Linked DNA regions of Columba livia: region 2 is linked to region 1. Evidence: chromatin contacts called from public Hi-C data. All regions are on one chromosome and are shown on one strand. Each heading gives the region's core, a stretch centred on a gene start, on an enhancer-like site or on the middle of the called end of the contact. The rest is flanking DNA. Distances are from core to core; before and after follow the strand shown. Region 1 overlaps FRMD4A (FERM domain containing 4A). Region 2 overlaps PRPF18 (pre-mRNA processing factor 18).

Region 1 (6,265 bases), core at 2,155-4,654:
TTCTTCCCACGGGTTACAGACAGCAAATGCATTTGGTGCACCAAGACCCACTGGTGTTACCTCCATCAATCTCTGACTTTTAAAGCTGATTCTTACACCTCTTACCTTCCCCACCTTATACAAGCAAGCTGAGAAAAGAGGAGCTTTCAAGCTTGGCTGGGCACATTGCATGTAACTATGCCAGGCTCCAAACAGAACCGTGAGCACTAGAAACATAAATCAGGTCTGTAACGTGAGGCCACTGGAGGAGAACTATATTTTATGTACTTGACCTGCATCCAGGGTTCATTTCAACATGACCCTGGTGTAACTCACTTTATCAGCTGTAAAGACAAGCTCACCAGCTGTACATTACGTTCACACTCCAAAGCCACTGGGAAAAGCAAGGAAAGCCCTAGAACAGACCTATGGGAACAGACTAAGAAAGTCTTTTCTAAATCTTTTGCTTTCCCTGCTTTAAAGCTGAGAGAATTTAGGTGGGATGGACCTCAAATAAAATAATTCATTTAATTTGGGGGGTATGCTTTTCCAAATAAAGCAATAAAATCAAGCTGAATTCTAAGACGAAGAGTTTTCATAAGTGAGTGATTTAAATGTTTCATGTTGAAATGTTAAAACAGAGGTTTTCTGATTCATCAAGAAAAAGAAAGAGTCCCCCTTTTTGTAGCAGGAAACATTAGTTGAATTCAGTCTGCGTCTGTGAATAGTTTCAGCCAGCCTGTAACTATATTTATTAGCAAATAAACTCTTCATCTGAAAAATGTTATCTAGTTCTACTGCAAATGTTCTTCCCATTGCTTAGAAATATCCTATTTATAGACGAAGCTATTGTTAAGCGTAGATTTAAGCTGTTGTGCTTCATTGTCTGGCACAGTATCTCCTTGGGAAAGCAAACCAATTAAACTATTCTATTTTGGAGCCTCAGTGCCTGTTTGTGCAGTTATTATGTCATATAAGGGACTACAGTCTTACAGTCTTTGACAGATATGACTGCACTTCTTATAAGCGAATGCCTTGTTTTCAGTAGCTTTGAGGTATAAGTGGTCACATCACAGCTTAGGAAGGCAGGCACAGCTGAGATCAATGAAGCATCATGTATCAGGGTCTCTGTCAACCCTCTGTTTAAAAAGCTCCCCAAAAAACCTGCCAGGCAGTAAAATAAAAGCACTATTCCTAAGCCCTGTTAGTAAGAGGTTAGTAAGAGGTGGCTTCTTGGTTGAATGGGGAATTATGTCCTTTTTAAACTTTTCATTAGACAGCCAAAAAAAGAGAAAAAAGCGAAATGAATGGATGGGGGGAAAAAAAAAGAAGCATTAAAAGCTGCTGCTAGTATCCATGATGCTTTTCATTATTTTGAGGATCTTCTAAAAGCCCGATTGCTGGCTTTGGCTTTTAAGTTTCCTCTCTCTTTGTGAAATAGGTACAGCACAAATAAAATGAATCACACCTGTCTTGCCAAGGTGTCTGGGCCTTCTGTTGTGGGAGGCAAGAAATGTGTGCAATGTGCCCTTTGGGATGAGGCTGGCAGAAACAGAGCTGGAGATCCATTTTTTACTGTGACGAAGACCGAGCATCTGCACGGGTTGCCCAGAGAAGTTGTGGATTCTCCATCCTTGGACATATTCAAAACTCAGCTGGACATGGCCCTGAGCAACCTGGTGCATGTAGGTGACCCTGCTTTGAGCAGGTGATGGGATGAGATGATCTCCAGATGTCTCTTCCAACCTCCTGTGATTTTGTGACACGAGCACACGTCCCGAGCATGGCTCTTTCTGGCAATGGGCTCTTTGATCATGTTACATCCAGGACAGTTACTGGGCAGGTCCCTCAACATGTGCCTACTCATAGACCTGCACTTATCCCTGCAGGATTGGCAGCTTTCATTTCACAGACAGCAAGCTGAATCCAGCCACTCATTTTATATCTATTTTACCAAGCAGACAAAAATGCATTGGCCAGTTTTACTGAATTGCTGCTTTTGCTTTGCCCAGCTAGGCAGATGGTCCAGGTTCACAGCTGCCTCATCCCCCTGGGTGACCCAAACCAGTCTTCTCATCTGCAGCTGTTGGCTGCTGATGACTCAGACAGGACAGAGTCTGGTGACCTAAACAGCAGAAATCTCTCTGTTTCTTACCAGTCTGCTATATCTCATGGCTATTTTCCAGCCATCAACTCAGGAATGGGGTTGCAAAGGCAGGCACGAGAGCGCAGATTTGTAAATACTACCTTTGCATAAAAATTATTTGGTTAGTTGTGGTGTGGAAAGGGATGCTGGTCAATCTGGCTCTCTGGCTGTGAGAACAACAGTGAGACGGCCCAGTCCTGCCTGCACTGGATCTTGGGGAGCTACCACCGTTTATCACCTGCCAATTATTTATGGAGCTCATCTTTTCTCAGCTCTCTCAGATCCACAACACACGTCCTATGGCTCTAGAAATGTGCGAGATTTGTAGTGCGCTGTTAAGGGAAGACAGTGGTTTGGTTCTAAGAGCATTGCTCATGTCCCAGCACATCTGCAACATGTCTGCTAGTAAGGGAAGAGTCCTCAGCATGTGATTTGCAGAAAAAAAATATTGTCACTGAAAATATCCAAACTCTCCTTGATTATGAAGTGCTGCAGAGACCCCACAAGAAGACAGAAGCCAGCAAATGTGGTCTATGTTTAGGCAAGAGACTGGACAAGAAGCTCAGGATGGTCCCAGCTGGTATGAAGCTGGATTAACTGGACCATACTGGAGTGATGGGGCGGCACACACAGACATGGTGCGGTTATAGCCAAGCTTAAGAGCATCAGGTGGCACTGGCTGTTGCTTGAAAATCCTTTTCCCTCCAAACTGGCACTTTAACAGCGCCATGGCCGTGTGTTTGTCAGGTGCAGGAGCGAGCCACAGAATGGTCTTTGAAGTGCCACAGCAGCTGCAACAGCTCCCTGCTAAATTAAAGCAAAGTGCTTAAAGCTCCTGTGTGCTGCTCAAGCGCGCACACAGCAATGAATTTTACAGAGCTCAAAATCCCCACACTGATTTCATGTATTCATTTAAAAGCCTTGCGGGGCACAAGCCACGGTTTAACAGCGGGAACACAAAGAAACTCTTCTTTGGGAGTAGAGAGTTTTCGTTTACTGTGTGAGGGAAACAAAGCCAATATACCACTAATTTGAGCTCTTTCCCTACTGAGACACAGGATTACTTTGCAGCAGTTTGCTAAATGCTCGGCCTTAAGGTAGTGTGAATTCAAGTGTTCAACACATTTAAAGGATGAGGATAGATAGAGCCACCTCCTTCCCGTGCCCTGATGACATTCATTTGTCCCTCACATCAGCACACAGTTGAGTTTGTATCCTAAGAGAATTTATTTTTCCTCTTTTGATGGAAATAACAGGAAAGCTAATTAAATCCTCTGAATAGTTGCTGTTATTCATCATTCCTTCCCTATAATACAAGCAGCGTTATCTCACGTTTGAATGCAGGAGCTCTGGTTCTCTATAAAGACCCACCCTGTGTCTTTGCCTCTGTGCTCAGAGCATTTCACACAGCAAATGCAATTAATTTCATTGCAAGAACACCCAAACAGTGTAATCAAAGTTCTCTGCTAATCCATAGCAGAAAAAAATCCCTCCGTCCCTGCGAGAAATGTGCAATCCAGCCTCAGCAGCGCTACACAATAATTTGGGGAAACAGCACAACCTAGTGTTCCCTTTGCCTCTCGCTGACTTTTGGAGATGGGTGGTTTCTGGACATGTCCTTGCAATTGCTACCCCTACCAAGTGCCTACGAAAAAAGGATTTCCTTCTGTAACCCCAGTTTCTTTTCTTCTCCCCACTGAATATCAAGGATTTTACACAATCCTGTACAGCATGAATGGGTTCAAAAGCAGCATGGGCTTGGGAAGGAGTCTGCTTCACAGCCACACTGCAAAGCATTTTAATAGATTCCTCTTTCTGTCTATGAGCGCTTAGCAGGAGGTGTTTGTGAACACTGCTGGCTGCAGGACTGGGAAGGTGCTGGCACTCTTTGTCCTCTCTGTACCTTATTTGTGCAGTCTGTGTATTGTGATATTGCCAGTTCTGATCTGAAACAAAGCACTAGGCATGTCACTGCACAGCATATAAAATGGATGCACAAAATGCCTTCTCAAGCAAGACAGTTTAGCTTGGCATCCTTTCAACTAAATCCCATCAACAGCTTCTCCTACACTGCTGGTGTGGTCACGCGTCTGTAACGGCAGGGTTGCCCACACACCTTCCTGCTAGCAAGAAAGTGGCTTCACCACAAGAACCTTCATGTGAACATGTAAGATAGTCTGCTCTGCTCTGCCGTCACCAACATAGCCACAAAAAGTCTGGGTAGCTTCTGGCTACTGCTTTCCAAACAGACCTTATGAAAGAAACCTATTTTTGACCAGCCCTGTTATTCACCCATTCTCAAAGATCTGTCCTTCCCAGGACACATCTCCATGCTGGCAAAGCCTACCACTCTATCTGCTGGAGGCTTAGGACTGTGTGCTTTAAAGGAAAAGCCCTGCCCCAGGTCTGCAATGTTGCCCTAAGGAACTGTGTTTCTTCCGGACCTCAGGGTTGATCACCTTACTCCCCGGAGGCCAAAGATGCCTCAGAGATTTTTGCTAGACCCAGTGTTATTGCAAATGTTACTGCTCTGCAGGTAACTGCAACAACGGAAGATACTCCTTCCATATGCTCCTCAATGAAGATCTTGATTGGGTGTACCAGTAGACAAAAGCTAGATCTCTCTCATGCACAAAATGAGATAAATAGGGAGCAATTTTCTCTGTTGGCACATTGAAACTGATGTGTGGACACTGGCAGACATGGACCAGTATGTCATAGAATCATAGAATCATTTTGGTTGGAAGAGACCCTCAACATCATCAAGTCCAACCATAACTTAACTCTAGCACTAAACCATGTCCCTAAGAACCTCATTTACACATCTCTTAAACCTCTCCAGGGATGGTGACTCCACCACTTCCCTGAGCAGCCTATTCCAATGCCTGAAGAATTTTTTTCCCTAATATGCAATCTGAACCTCCCCTGGTGCAACTTGAGGCCATTTCCTCTTGTCCTGTCACTTGGGTTTGCAGATAGTCATGACTAAGGTGGGATGATAGCTGTGTCTGTTATTTGGAGCAAACAAGGACGGAACTATTATTTTGGGAAGGGCTCCAACAGGCATCCTGCAGGGTCACAGGTTCAGTGAAGGTCACCCCTGCTACCTGTGGTGTCACACAGCACGGTATGGGAGTTTTATGTGACACAGCGGAGTTATCCACTCTCGAGCTCCCAGCTGCTAGTCCTCTAGAAAGTGGTGTCAACCCATCTTCACCCTGACAAGAGTTTCTCTCTTGTCTGTTGTATAAACACAAAAGCAAATAGCCAACCTCAAGGCAAGACACAGCTTGCCCAACCTTTAATCCAGGCTGGAAGCAACGCTGCCCTGACAGCTCCCCCAGCACAGAGCCCCTCATGACAGCGGAGATTTGAGTCAGCCGCAAAACTGGATGAACGGGTGGCCTGGCAATAGATAAAAAGGATGACTCCTTATCTATCACCCACACCATCTGGGAACCTCACTCCTTGCCTTCCCAGGCCTAATTATTTTTACTGCTTGATCTCAAGAGGTGTTTGTGGCACAACCCGTAAGCAAGCGAGCCTGCTGTTTCTTGCCCTCTCTCTGGCAATTGGCTTTTCAGCCACTTTATTACCATCTTCACCTGTGAATCGGGTAATTGCTCATGTGATCCCAGAGTATTAGTCCCGCTTGTGTCATTGCAAGCGTTTGGACATTCCAATTTTCAGCGGATTATATGCAAAACAGAAAAGACATCAGCCGTGCCTTTCATGCTTTCCCCTGGTCTCTCTTTTCCCTGGGGACAACTCTTTTATCTCAGGGAGCCTTGCAGAGAAATCAGCAATTCAATCGCACTATTTTTTTGGCCTTTAATTTCAGATATTTATTCTTGTTTGATCACGTCATGCAGCAGCTCACAGTAAAAGAATAAAATTGTTCCTTGTTGCAGATGCCAGTTGCTTGCTAAACCAACAGCAGGATGCACTCTTTTGTCTACTCTGTCCTTATTTATGCAGCCTTTCAACCTGTCAGTCTTGAGGTCTGTTTCTGTGAAATACAGACCCAAAGTTATTTTAGCTGTGAGTTCACCAGATCTGCCCTGGCTTAGCTTTAAGCTCGTACCAAAATCCTGCTGATGAACTTCAGTGAAAGAAAAGGGTAAGTCTAGGTGGCAACTC
Region 2 (6,447 bases), core at 956-3,455, 260 kb before region 1:
GGGGTTAGGGTTAGGGGTTAGGGTAGGGTTAGGTTAGGGTTAGTCAAGGAAATCTTTGTGTTGTTCTTCTCACTGTGGACTTCATATCTGTCCTTCTGAATTACACAACTTACTGAAGCACCAAGACAAAGTTGGCTTGAAACATGTGTGTTCTCCACATTGGTCTTAAACACCAAGTCTTGTTTAACTAGTCTGATTCAAACTGGAGCATGAAATATTTATTATCTGTGCTCCCAGCACTTACATCAAGCAAACGTGTTTCTGATTTACAACGGACCTGGGATCGCAGCATCCCACAAAGGACTCGTTATGGTGCTAGGACGTGTTTTCCGGAGTTGCCCGGATCGAAGGGGCCAGAGCTCCTCTGTTGAATCATTTTCCCTCAGCGAGGAACCGTCTTCCACGATGAGTGTCTAATGACAGGGACACGACTCTGCCATCCTGGAGTACAATGTCACTGCCACATAACGCTACCACCACTGCAGTTTTCTTCCTTCTTTGTTAGACTTTTCTACATAACTTGAAAGAAAATAATCATAGGGTCTATATGGTGTTGGTTTTTGGCAGTCGATGCCTCGAAGGAACTGAAAAGTCCACATTCTGCTCTTCTCAGTTACTCGTTTGATTTGCCTCCACGGTGCAGGCCAGGCTGACACCGCTCCTCCAGAGTAATTGTTCCTTTCTTCTCGTAGCTGTGAAGCCTGTTTTGATGTTGTAAATCGCTTTTTGCTCTGTAGAACTACTTTTAATATTCAGGTTTCTTTTCAGGATCTTTTCTCGTTCATAGTACTGTTTCCTCCTCCAGTGGCGCAAAGGGGTTAAAGCATCACTGTGATCCTCACTGCGAATCTGTCGTGAGGGACTGAATCTGTGGTCTTTTCAGTTATGCCACAGACTCCTCTAATATTGGAAATAACTTTACACTTTCCAAGCAGAAAGGTTGATAAAAACTGGAAAAACAACCAACTATAAAAACCCACAACCCCCAAAATAGCAGCTATTTGTCTTGAGTTATTCCTGTTAAGCTTAAAAATACTGTAGGCTGTTAAGTTTGCTTGACAGCTGCGGTTTTATTACAGAATTGTCCTTGTTTTGTTAATTCCCAGGGGCTGAAGAGGCTCATGACCATTTGCCAGAAGCACTTCCCAACAGACCCGTCGAAATGTGTGGAGTACAACGCGTTGTGAGGCTCCGCCGCCTCCCCCGCATGGCTCAGATTTTCATCTCCAAGACCCAGCGAGGAGCAAAGAGCTGGAGTTTGTGCTTTAGCACCAACAGGACCCTGGGGTGGGCTTTGTGAAAAGCACAAAGCAGCAGATTTCTCCACAGCTTCCTTTTTATAAGCCCCGTTTATTTAGATTGCATTTCAATCTGTGCTTTACACTGAACGCATCCAATATACAGCAGTAGGTTGGTTTGTTTGGGTTTTTATTTTTTAAGGGGTTATGACCAGGACAATGACCAGGGGACAATGAACACGACTCTTGCTTTTATTTCAATTTATTATTCAGGCAACCGTATAGACTGAACAGTTTCCCATATCTTAGAGCTTTAGGTGAGACTTAGCCCCACAAGAAGTGTGTTTGGAGCCTTTTTGGCTGCTTTCTCATTGGAGACTGATGTGTGGAGCTGATTAGAGGGAAGCTGTTGAATCTGAATCTTGGTTATTTCTGTAAATATGAAGACTTTCATGGCTAATCTTTCATGTGGTATTTATCAGGAGGGCCAAAAAGAAAGCAGTTTATATATTTCTCAGCTGAAAAATACAACCAGCCTCAGTGCAAAGAGGTTTTGATCTTGAATACATCTGATTTGGCTGTTTTTTTGGTAACGACATGTTTAATGTAAACCTTCTGGGCTTGGGGGAAGCAATCTTATGGCTCTTGGGGCTTTCAAATCCCATTTTTCTACATCTGGAGAAAATTTCGGTCTGCTGGGCATTGCAGAGAAAATAATTAGGACCTCCCATGACCACGTACAGTATTTCTAGAAGCCGCAAATCGTTACCATTGCGCGTCTTGACTGGGAATGGTGAAGAAACTCATGGAAACGCCGACGTCTAATTCTGCACAAACAGTGAAATATTGGGGCTTTGTTCGTGGTCCTCACCTCCGCTGAAAATGTGGAGCCAGAACTGGGCAGTGGAGGCGTCACCATCTCCCGTGGGTATTTACAGTGGGGAGTTTGGAGGAGCTTCTTGAGGAGCTTCAGGTTCTTGTGGAGCCTCGCTGCATTCTCAAGTGCCTCTTTGGACACGGGAGTTTTTCAGTCTGGAGCGTCTGACCCCAGAGAAAATGTCAAGAGCTTAAACAGTTTAGAAGTAATAAAAATGAGGCTGACGAGACCTAATCAGAGCTCGGGAGGGGCCTTTGGGGAATAGAGGGGGATTTGTGGGGAGAAGCTGCGCAGATGTCGAGAGCACGGAAGAGTTTCATTAGCAGTGGTGTCTGGTGATGGTTGTTTTGCAGTGCTCTATACAGATATTTGGAGGCATTATTACAACAGGAAACATTTATCACACCACAGCTTTATCCCTCTCCCCGCCCAGATGATTTCCTGAGCTGTTTCTAAGTCTTCGTCTTGACCTTAGTTTTGAACTCTTTAAATAATTGAGGGACAATATTGTCCCTCGTTTGGAAGAGCTATAATTTCCCTGGAAAGCGCAGCAAGTGAGTAGCCAGGGGGTGCTTTAAGGAGCTTCATAACATCTGCTGGAGAGGGAACTGGATTCCTTGGGGCATCTGTAATAGTATTAGATAGATTTATGTATTTTTTCCCTCCTGCTTTAGAGCTAATTATCGAGGAGCGTTTTAATGGCACCCTGAGCACTGGTCCGAGTGGGGATGCGCCTCCTGTCGGGCTGTGAATTTGGCGTTGGAATGTTTCAGTCTGCTCAGGTTTTAAAGGATGTAATTTAAGCGACGTGCCTCCTTGCTGACAGTCCCTGAAATACGGCCGCGCTCGCTTGAACGAATCCCATGACGGAAGAGCTTTATCCCTTTGCAATTCGTGGAATGGCGCTGCACGGGGAACCGAGGAGCGGAGCAGGACTTTCTCACGGCATCTCCATGTAAGAGCTTCCAGCTGTCCGGCACGTGAGAGCCGCTTCAGCCTCGGGGGCCGCGGGGGGGACACACGGCAGCTGCTTTTCATCATCGGTTGGAGGCTCTTTGCAGCTGGATGGCCCCAAATTGCAGCTACCAGACCGTGATCAAATAGTTAATAATGCCTTTTAGCCAAAAAAAATCCCAAACCCACCCCAGTCTAGTTTAGGGACGAGTGGGTGTGGTGCAGCTGTCGCTGCTCCACAGCTTTTGTGGGGAGGGTACGTTACACTTGAGCAATTTAGACTTTTTCCCTCTGGGCTTCTCCAGATGTTTATTTCTGATAATTCTCACATTAGGCGGAAATAACTCGGCTGAATCCAAAGATTCTCGCCTTAGGATGAAGTTTTGCATTCAGCACAGCCGTGTCTGGAGCGGTTTTTGGATTTTAATGCCCCTGGTTGGTTGTTGCAGCCCCTCACCCCCTCCTGAGCCTGCTGGTGGAAGGGGCTCTGTGAGGTGGTGCTCTCTGAGTCGGTGGCACCTGCCTTGTGTCCATGTTATCAAGCCCGGCGGTACCTAAATGTGTTTAATTCCTTGTTTGCCGTTTGTCTGTGCTGCTGAAGGGATTTAGCTTATGTGGGGTTGACTTATGTTTCTACAGAATTCTGTGTTTCATAGAATAGACTTAGAATAGACTTAGAATAGAATAGACTTAGAATAGAGAACAGGTTGTGTTGAAGGCACCTTCAAAGCTCATCCATCCAGTGCCACCCCTGCCATGAGCAGGGACATCTTCACCCAGATCAGGTTGCTCAGAGCCCCGTCCAGCCTGGCCTGGGATGTCTCCAGGGATGGTTCATCCACCACCTCTCTGGGCAACCTGGGCCAGGGTTTTACCACCCTCAGTGTAAAAAAACTTCTTCCTCACATCCAGCCTGAATCTCCCCTCTTAGTTTAAAACCATCACCCCTTGTCCTGTTGCAACAGGCCCTGCTGAAAAGTCTGTCCCCATCTTTCTTATCACCCCCTTTTAAGCACTGAAAGGCCACAATAAGTTCTCCCCAGAGCTGCTCTTCTCTAGCTGAACACCCCAACTCTCTCAGCCTGTCCTCCCAGCAGAGCTGTTCCAGCCTCGGATCATTCCTGTGGCTCCTCTGGCCCCTGTCCAACAGGTCCACGTGTGTCCTGTGCTGAGGACCCCAGAGCTGGACCAGCACTGCAGGTGGGGTCTCACCAGAGCGGAGCAGAGGGGCAGAATCACCTCCCTGACCTGCTGCCCACGCTCCTTGTGATGCAGCCCAGGACACCATTGGCTTCTGGGCTGCAAGCGCACATTGCCGGCTCATGTCCGATCTCCATCCACCAGCGCCCCCAAGTCCTTCTCGGCAGGGCTGCTCTCAATCCCTTCATCCCCAGCCTGGATTGACACCAGGGGCTGTCCAGCTGCCCGCTGTGTGATCTCCATTATAAATCCAGTCCTGCCCGAAGAATGAACCTGCCTGAGGTGTAAATGGCTTCATTTGTCAGGGGGAGGAGAGCGGCCCTGGGGGTCAGCACACACCGTGGTGCCCTCCAAGGGCTGACACGAGGTGTTGGAGCTGGTTTGGGGACTGCAGGGCTTGGAGAGGTGCCTGCAGCGCTTCCAGGGCTATAAATCTGAGCCAAAGTCCCAGAGCTGGGGGGATGTCTGAAAAATGTCATCATTGCCATGTTGTCCAATCCCAAACCCATCTGGGGATTTACTGCATGGGATTGTCCCCCCCTAGTGATGGTGGGTGATGGCCGCAGTGGCCTCTTGCCTCTGGGTTGGTGCTGCTGGTGGCTTCCTGTGGCATGGGGGGAGGATGGGGTGGGTGATAGAAGACGTCCTGGGAGGGACAGGAGCTCCCTGGACAGTGGGAATAAACAGAATGGGAAGCAGCAGTGGTGGGTGCAGAGCAGCAGGGACAGGTCCCTGTGGTGAGCGTGTGGCTGTTTAAATGGCAATTTTGGCGGGTGCTGGGCAGCCACAGGGTCCCCCCACCCGCTGAACATCTGCCCGAGGTGCCTCCTGAGCCCCCAGACCAGCGCTTGAGAGAACAGGCGGTGGAACGAGCTGGGATCTCATGAGGCGAGTGCCAAGTCCCGCGGGATCTCTAAAGGATGGGCTTTTTGGGGTGAAAACACAGCTTTTCCTGCCATCAGCCCGACAGCAAAGGAGTGGGTCCCTGCCGGAAACCCTGCCCAGCTGTGCGCACATCTGGACCCAGCATCTCGCGGCAACGTGCTCAACGCGCCCTCCCCGAGAGACCACGGCAAGGTTTCATTTTGAAAATGCTTTAATAAGGAAGTGTTGACAACACCGTTTTGCAAAATGTAAAGGTAACTATACAAATTCTTAATACAAAAAGAATAAATTAAAAGCAGATCTTTTTTCTTTTTAATTCTGCAACTTTTTCTACAACATACATATTTTTTCCTTGATTACAGTTGAACAGAATCCAGTAAAATCATTTTCCATGCTCTAAAGTCGATTCCAGAAGAGACCTAATTTTTTTCTTCTTTTTCCTTTTTTTTAAACTAGAGAGTCCATTTTACACAACTTGTAATAAAACTATTGACATTAATATATATGTAAAACTTTACATCTAGTTAACTAAGCAGTAACTGGTCATCTGATAGCACCTGAATGGGGATCGGCTATGCCTGAAACTAAAACTAATACAGAGTGAAAACAAATCGGGACTGTTTCAACATTTTCCACACTCGACTGCATATAATATCATTGAAGAATGAACCCTGCGTGCCGGCGCGGGGACCGTGCGCCGGTCCTGCCGAACCCAGGGAGCGTCAGGCGTGTCGGCTGAGGACGCGGTTGTGGCTTCTGTGTCAGATGGAGCCTTGGGAAATAAAAAAGTCAAGGAGGGGTTAAGTTGGTAAGTCAAGTGCTTGTATATAATAGCTATGTATACACCCCTCCGCCTTCTACTTAAATATGTTAATCTCATATGATTAACATTTTATGTACATTTGTGTTTAATTGAATTGAGCTAAACAGTAAAACCTGTTTTACTTAATCTGTCTTTACTACCAGACTGGCTGCTCACGTGTGCCTTGGTTGCGAAACAGAAAAGCAGAACGCAAAGCAAAACTCGATCCGTTTCTAGAAAGCTTCTTCTCTACTCCAGCCTGTTTGCAAGTCAGGCGAACCAATTATTTGTGGTTATATTCTATTTAATGTTTTTCTTTCCCTAATTTCAGGGCTGCCACCTTTTCACCTTTGCTGCAAAACTGCAGATCTGGTCTTGGAGGAATTAATGTTTCTTCCTGTAGTGCCCAGAGGCCTAATAGTGCCGCTGTTGTTGAATTCTTTTTAATTAAAAGAAGGTACACAGATAAAAAAAACAACAAACCACTTACC

The links. A called contact is a pair of places that touch in the nucleus more often than the background predicts.
Region 2: a Hi-C map of liver shows a contact between it and region 1, with 2.3 times the contacts expected there. The contact joins two enhancer-like sites. A contact is called at or near these places in 2 of 2 Hi-C or Micro-C datasets (crop and liver).

What each region holds. Positions count from the first base shown.
Region 1 is chr1:204,094,175-204,100,439 of bColLiv1.pat.W.v2, reverse strand. The region is part of intron 2 of FRMD4A (FERM domain containing 4A); the gene reads right to left. Among named protein-coding and RNA genes, the nearest start is that of FRMD4A, 140 kb to the right of the region's middle. Within about 2 kb of position 3,404, at least 2 of the 3 cell types and tissues checked have an H3K27ac peak away from gene starts, as active enhancers do.
Region 2 is chr1:204,349,154-204,355,600 of bColLiv1.pat.W.v2, reverse strand. PRPF18 (pre-mRNA processing factor 18) reads left to right here. Exons shown (of 10, transcript XM_065049263.1): 10 at 1,107-1,802. The coding sequence ends at 1,187. It overlaps FRMD4A (FERM domain containing 4A), which reads right to left. Exons shown (of 24, transcript XM_065049256.1): 24 at 5,348-6,447. Among named protein-coding and RNA genes, the nearest start is that of PRPF18, 19 kb to the left of the region's middle. Within about 2 kb of position 2,205, at least 2 of the 3 cell types and tissues checked have an H3K27ac peak away from gene starts, as active enhancers do.